Linked DNA regions of Sus scrofa: region 2 is linked to region 1. Evidence: chromatin contacts called from public Hi-C data. All regions are on one chromosome and are shown on one strand. Each heading gives the region's core, a stretch centred on a gene start, on an enhancer-like site or on the middle of the called end of the contact. The rest is flanking DNA. Distances are from core to core; before and after follow the strand shown.

The links. A called contact is a pair of places that touch in the nucleus more often than the background predicts.
Region 2: a Hi-C map of embryonic fibroblasts shows a contact between it and region 1, with 2.8 times the contacts expected there. The contact joins two enhancer-like sites. A contact is called at or near these places in 3 of 47 Hi-C or Micro-C datasets (embryonic fibroblasts and fibroblasts).

What each region holds. Positions count from the first base shown.
Region 1 is chr1:136,545,039-136,548,876 of Sscrofa11.1, reverse strand. All of the region lies in intron 2 of SCG5 (secretogranin V), which reads right to left. Among named protein-coding and RNA genes, the nearest start is that of SCG5, 21 kb to the right of the region's middle. Within about 2 kb of position 1,811, at least 7 of the 83 cell types and tissues checked have an H3K27ac peak or open chromatin away from gene starts, as enhancers often do. A contact at or near this core is called in embryonic fibroblasts, where this site is marked.
Region 2 is chr1:136,731,722-136,735,559 of Sscrofa11.1, reverse strand. It overlaps FMN1 (formin-1), which reads left to right. Exons shown (of 22, transcript XM_021098316.1): 19 at 70-121. Among named protein-coding and RNA genes, the nearest start is that of GREM1, 120 kb to the right of the region's middle. Within about 2 kb of position 1,814, at least 1 of the 83 cell types and tissues checked has an H3K27ac peak or open chromatin away from gene starts, as enhancers often do. A contact at or near this core is called in embryonic fibroblasts, where this site is marked.

The DNA.
Region 1 (3,838 bases), core at 562-3,061:
ACAATTAATATAAACATAAGTAAGCCAGCCACAGAGAGTCTTTAAAGGTACCACAAATTGCCTTCTGAATGCACTGCAGCAGGAAAAAATAAAGCCCACAGAGAACTGGTTCTCCACAAAGGGTGATGTTGGTTGGCAGGGGATAATATTATTGCGGGTTGTCACAAGTGGCAGGGGACATTATTATGGGTTGGCGATGCTGGTGTTCTGGAGGCATGGAGGGGGCAGATGTCAGGGATGCAGGCCCCACAACCAAGAATTCCATGGCCCAATGTCATGGGTGCTGAGAGTGAAAGCCATGCTCTGGAGTCAAAATCATGATGTGAATCCAGACCCTCAGCCACATCAGATGGTCAGTCCTGGCCAAGGTCTCACCCACTCTACACCCCAACCTACCCTTGTGAGGGGGAAGCACAGGATTTCTTAGTTAAAAAATAACTACATATGGAGTGTCTGGTACATAGAAGGCACAAAATAAATTATTGGTTGTCCTCCTAGAACCACATTTAAAGAAAGAACATGATCACATATTCCATTTTGTGTTTCCTTCTGTAGGTATCAAAAGAGAGTGCTTCCTAACCTTTAATTAAACTAAATTGCCCTCTTTCAAAGGGTACTTGACTTTGGGAGTCAAGCCAGTTTCGAGGTGCTGTGCTCTCCCTGGATTCTAGAGCTTTACAATCAGATTGGCAGGGTGAAAATGTGGGTCTATCCAAAACTCATAGAGGCAAATGTTCTAAGTACCAGGGCTAATGCAAGTGAGAAGTTGATGTCCTGTCCTGGCACTGCCCACTGGGTCCACCTGGGACCAAAAGGCTGGGCCCAGAGGAGGACACCAGGCACCAAAGGACACACAGATGTTGTGTGTGCATCTCTTATCGAACAAAGCAACAGGTGAATGCATTTGATTTTCTTGCACTTTTCCCCTCTCCAATGAATGATTTGAGCTCTATTTATAAATATGCTTGGAGAAATTAAAAATTATCTGGAAATAGCAGAAGTCTAAACCTATATTCCTACTGCTTCTGCATCAAAAGAGCCTTGGTACCACTTGCGGCAATGGAGATCCCATTGGTTGCCGCTCAACTCCTCTGCTTAAATTGGAGCAAGGCTGATGGGCATCCACATGCTCTCCTGGCTGCTGTAACTGGGGGGTTAGAGATGTGACTTGTCTTGGACCACAGATGAACACACTGAAGCAAGGCTGGGAGGCCTGGCTGGGGAGGGGCGCTGGGGAGAAAGCTGTGTGGATACCAGCAACTTACTCTGCTCACAGCCAGGATCTGGAATGCTGAGCGCAAGCTGACCACTCCCTGCCTGCAGTCACGTCTTGCTGTCACAGCCCAGACCCCTAGGCACCACAGCTCTGCATGTGAAAAAAAAAAAAAAAAAAAAAAAAAAAAAAAAAAGCCAGAGGCGCTGACCAGGCTCCAGCGTGCTGTATACAGACCTCCTTCAATGAGAACCAACTGCCAAAAATTCTCTTCACTGACCACACATGCAAAAAAAAATTCTTCTGATATTAGTATAATGTATCATTTACTGTCAGAAGAACTGCTTTTTCCTCCCTTGCCTTCGGAAACATTTCTAGGCCATAGCACCTGCATTGTTGCCATATTTTTGCACAGTCCAGTGACCAAGGAGTATTTAGAGTCTGCACAAACTCAACAAATGGTGTCTCCCATCATCTGCTGAAGGATTGGAAAAAAAAAAAAAAAATGAGGCAGAAGTGACCCGCTGGTTCGGTTCAGAAGACAGGCATCTCTGTAGTTTACAGCAAAGGGGCTCCTCCCAGCAGGCCCGTCCACTCCTACTGCCCAAGAGGAAAACGTTAGTCAACCACATCTTGTCCAAACAGGGCTGGGCTTGTTGACACAGGCTGCCGAGCTCTCGCGTACCAGGAAGATGGCACCAGGAAGGTCCCTTGAGCCTCCTCAGGGCAGGCCAGTCTCCTGGACTGACTGTCTCCTTCACCACAATCTGTCTCATGCAAAGATAAACTCTGACAGGCTAGTGGGGGCGACAACCAGGAGGGCCCCGAGCCGGCCCCCGATCCCTGCTTGGAAGGGCCCTGGGTGAGTGTCACTCCATCCTGATCAGACCGAATGCCATGTACTCTGCACCCCCCGGTGGGACCAGTGTTCCCCACAGTACTGGGAGGGGTCAGTGTCTGGCCCCCTGGGAGCTTCCGAGTCAGTGTGTCCAAACAAATAACCCCACAGACGCGGGTGAGAGGGAAGGACTGGGGGTTGGGGATTGGCATATGCACACTGAGGTATATGGAATGACTGGCCCATGGGGACCTGCTGTATGGCACAGGGAACTCTACCCAATATCTTGTGATAATCCATGTGGGAAAAGAATCTGAAAGAGAATGAATGTGTGTATACATATGACTGGGTCACTTTGTTGCACAGCAGAAATGATCACAGCCTTGTAAATTAATTATACTTCAATAAAACTTAAAAAAATGAAAATCAAAAAATTTAAAAAAATAATAAAATCGTCATCTAATACTAAAAATAAATAAATAAATAAATAACCCCACAGGGAAAGTGGAGCAGCTAGTAGAAGGAGCTGGTCTAGGGACCATCCAGCACATGCTGAGCATGGCAGGAGGCGTGTCTGCTCCAGTCCCCCTGTGACATCCATACATACTTTGTGACTGAAGAAACACCTGCCCCATCCCCGGAAGTCCCAATGGTGTTGGTGCCTAACTGCAAATGTATTTGACCAAAACCAAAAGAACTACCCAAGTCCCACTCCCACCTGCTACCTCGGCTGCCGTCAAAGGCATCTGCAGATGTGGGGCAGCCTTTTTATCTGCATGGAACACTCTGCAGACAAGGGGACAGGCTGTGTGAGGCAGGAACTTAGAGTCCCAACTGACATGGACAATGGGCTCCTGTCCTTAGATACTCTTTTTTTTTTTTTTTTTTGCCACACCTGCAGCATGCATAAGTTCCCAGGTCAGGGATCAAACCCGTGCCACACCAGTGACAACACCGAATCCTCAACCACTAGGCCACCGGGGAACTCCCCCCAGATACTCTTAAGTAGAGAAATGTGGCGACAATCTTAAAAGTGTCCAGCCTTCTTGCCACCCTCTATTTGATCCCCAACCACTCTGCACTCAACACATTCTAGATAACGAGTCTATTTCCTCCCACCTCTTCATGCCTGAAACTAAGCCCCCATGATCCACGTGACCACCTCCTCAAGGGCATGCAGCTAAACTCCACTTGACCTGAGAAGGCTTCCCTGAGGCCAGAGCCTTACTTCCCTCCAGAGCTCCTGTCATGGTGACTATCTCAACCACAACCTGGGCTCACAGCTTCTATCTTGGCATGCTGTACGTGTGTCTTTCAACATTTATATCTGTCCCTTTTCCCTTACATCTTTTTTTTTTTTTTTTTTTTTGGACTGCACTGCACCTATGGCATGGGCATGAGGAAGTTCCTGGACTAGGGACTGAACCTGAGGCACAGCAGTGCCAACACCAGATCCTTAACCCACTGAGCCACCAGGGAACTCCCAAGACCTAAGCTCCTTAAACAAGGGAGGCTCTAATCACAATAAGAGAACATGGGCCCTGCTACTCCTCTTTGCATCTCCTGGTCCCTGTTTGTATCACACCCATTCAGCCGACCCACCCCTGGAGTGAGGGGTGTGTGACACCTGGTTCCTGACCTTGCTGTGTTTTCACCTTCAAACAACTCTAGAGGCCTTGAGACTGAAGCACCAATGGAAAAGGCATCCAGGGATGGAGAAGTGAGAAGAAAGGCAGTTCAATCCTGCTCTGTCCCCGACTCAGTAAAACCACTCAATTCCTTGGGTC
Region 2 (3,838 bases), core at 565-3,064, 190 kb before region 1:
AAGTTAGATTACACAAAGGATAGGATGGAAGAAAATCCTGTTTAATTCATAATAATTTATCTTTTACAGCCAAAAAAGAGCATAAAATGGAAGAAAGTCACTTGGAGAATGCACAGAAAAGGTAAGTAACTCTGAATCAGCCCCAAGTTGTGCTTTGACTAGCCATTCTTTTTTATCATTTTATTAAGAACGTTCATATTGCTGTGCAAAAGCATCAACACCATCCATCTCCAGAACTTTTTCGTCTCCTCCAAAGGCAGACTCTTTACTCTTGAAACCATAACTGCCAGTTCCCTCTTTCCCACAGCCTCTGGCAACCACCATTCTGCTTCCTGACTGTAACTTTGACTACTCTAGGGACCTGTGTCAGTGGAATCATACAGAAGTTTTCCTTTTATGATTGGCCTACTTCACTTAGCGTCCTGAAGGACCAGCCACTCTTTTGACCCTGTCTGTTAAGACTGTGCCCCTAGGAGCAAGAAGCTTCTAGCGAAAGCTGGAGTGAAAGATCCAGGAATAGGACTCGGGATCTTTTTTTTTTTCCCCTCCAGAAGCAGGGACAGATCCAGACTCACCTGCTTCACAGGTCCTAACACCATTTCCATGTCTGTGCCTCTGCTCCATGACTCTGCTCCAGAATACCTCACGGATGCCAGAGCCGTGGGAGCCTTCTTTGCATTACAGCTCCTTTAAAGCAATTATTGCAAATACCTAAGAGACACATTATGTCTTTCCTCAGCTGCTAGAGGATATTGTAGACAAGTGACAGTTGGAGAGAGGGGAGTGACCTCTCTATATTCATGGAAAACTACCCCCCAAAGTTGGAGCAGGGCCCTCAGAGGTCTTCTCTTCAACCTCTCACCTACCTCGGGCTTCTTCTTTGTTCTCTCTCTTCATAGACACCTAAGTGGAGTCATCCACCTCACCTAGTAGAGCCCAGTCACCATTGGCTGTGATCCCTTAGAGGAGTTTTTCTATTAGTCAGCGGGGCTCCTCCTCTCTCTTAGAAAATGAAGGGGAATACGCCAAGATTTCCTCAGATTCGGGGCAGGGAACTGAGATAAATTTGCAGGGGCCACTTCTGAAAGTATTAGAAAATTAAGAGCTAACTAAAGACAGGAAACAAGCTTTACAAAATGTGTGTGGAGAGGCATTCATTAAATGCAAGTGAACGAACTCCAGAAATGAACCCTTTCCTCTCACCTCACCACAATTTCCAAGCGTTCTAAAAGCCTCTGGTCAATGCTGTGTGCCCTCCTTTAACAGACACCAGCATCTCACCCTGCTTCCCGCCATATGTGCCGATAAAGTTAAGATGCAGAGGAGCGCAAGGTGAAGGCAAACTTGGCCTTTTTTCTAAGTGCAGACATGTTCTTGAATTAAGATTGTCATCCTCACATGATAATTTTTGGCAACCAAGATGATCACATGGTTCTGATTTTAGAATTTTAGATTATATTCCTTTATTGGACTTAACCTATATATCCTATACATATGTATGTATATAGTATACATTATCCCCATATTAAGATTCTTTTCCTCGGTGTGTAAAGCTAATGTGTCTGTGTTACAGAAATATGCCACATGCGTTAAAAAGACCATCAACAAGGGCACATGGGTATCAGACTGAACAGAATTTTGAGTCCCAAGGTGGATGTCAGACTTCTAATTCTTCTTCGGGATTCTTGCTTTCAGAAAAAGGGGCCCATCTGAGAGGGGCCGGAGTTGCTGCTGTGCATTAGCCATGCTGAGGGGGGTCATAAATTTTGGTTGTCAGCGTTTTCCGTGACTTTGTGGTGAAGGTAGCCTAGCTTTCATGTCATACATGAAATATGTTAGATCCCATCTTTAATGTAGAAACCACAGTTGTTTGGTTACACTCTTGAAGGAGGTTGGTGGTCAGTGTTGCAATATTCGTGTGAGATTTAGTAAATTCTTGTGTTGTATTCTCAAGAGAAACAATTTACTCTGAGGCTAAGGAATATTTGCTTTTCCTCAGCAGTTTCTGAAGGCATGCATGTAGGACAATAACGGATGTGTTCCGCCCCAGCATCTCAACACTGCAAAAGTAAAACAGTTCCCTTTGCCACGGGCTCTTTGATACAATCGTTGTCTGAACTCTAAAAATGTTTAGCTGACTCAAAAAGATACGAATCAGACAAGGAATTATAGCAGAGAGAGAAGGGGTCGGGGAATAGTTAAGAGTGAAGTAGAAAAGGTTCATAGAACATAGGATTAGAAGCCAGTCTTTGAAAAGTTGAAAGCTATTTTAGAGGTATCTGCTGACTAACAAAAATTTTTAAATGGCACTACCATCCCCTTTGTCTATTGGAGGAATCCCCCCCTTGTTAAATATCAGCATTTTTCTTCCCCAGTTCAGAAGATTTATGATAATCAGTCTTCTGTGAATCAAAACTGAATTTGGGAGGAAGGGAATTGTTTGGCGGCAGGGTGAGGGCACTAGTCTAGACCTTATCAGATAGTTATAGGTTCATATTCTAGCTTTTGGCATTTTTTCTTGAACAAAAAAGATCACACTGAAGTCAACTAAGGCACATCTTCAGAGTGACTCCGTCTTTGTTCAAGCCACAGGGTGCCAAAGCCGGGCCAGCCTCCGCAATTCTCTTTGCTTTAGTTCTGAAGAGGTTCACTTCCTTTCTTAGTTTCTTAAATACATAGGGGGGAAAATGCTGAAATTCACTATTTCCTTTCATTTTCCTCCTCTTTGAGGGTTAGCAAGCAGAGCCTCCCAGACCCTCCAGGGAGAGGCAGCGAGATTACATGGTGAGCTTTAATTTAGAGTTGGGAAAAGTGTGGCCCTCGGGGGGAGGGGGGGGGTGACACGTTGTTCTCAAACTCTGTGATAACCCATCCAGTGATGCTGTCACTCCCTGAAACTGCATCAGGGCTCACAAACTCAGAGGCGTTGGGGTAACCCATTAAGCACGGTAACCAGAGTTTCTGTACACTTTACTATACAGCTCACTGTAAAATAGGAAGAGAATGTGTTCCTCTGAATCCTAAAGTGGAGATTGTCCCTTCTCTCTTCCATGCACAAACAAATAATGTTTCTGTGTAGAAGATGACTGTAAGGAAGAGAGGAAAATAATGATGTGCTTTGCAGGGAGGTAATGCACATTATATGTGATCCAGGCAGCAGCTGTGTCTCAGTGGAAGCAAATCCCCCAGAATGACTCTCTCATTTCTTAAGTGCCTATGTTAGTGAGCATGAGCCACAGAAGAGCAGAACAGAAAAAAGCAGTTCACTGAGAATCGGGGGATGCGACTCTGTAGGCCCAACTCTGCCAGTGAATAAGGTCATTCCATCTTTCCAGGTCTCTGTTTTCTCGTCTGTAAGATGAGAATGTTGGACAGGTTGACCTGCAAGTCCCTTCCAGTTCCTAAGCCCCGTGTCTCTGTAAGAAATTCCTGACCCATTCTTTTAGGTTACAGAACTCTCTCTCTCTGTATTTCCATGCTACAATCAATAGACTTCTCATTTTGAATGAAATCAAAGTACATGCCGTGGAGGGTACATTTGGTTTTATCAGTGTTTTGACTGCCACAGAATTCAGAGTCATGTCTTGGCAAAAGTGGACATTGCTACCTTCTGGTTTTGCTCTAAAATATGTGTGGTTGGAATTATAAGAGAGTCCCTTAAGAAATTACTGGAATTATTGCCTTTCTCCACCTATGCACTTTCAGTCTTTTAATAACTAGGAGCCAAAATTCCCTGACCAGTAGTTTTAATTTGCATTAAACACAGATTTATTATTTACAGAAGCACAAAGAATTTATGGGACTCAGAGCTGCAGCTCCAGCTTGGATCTCGCCTAAT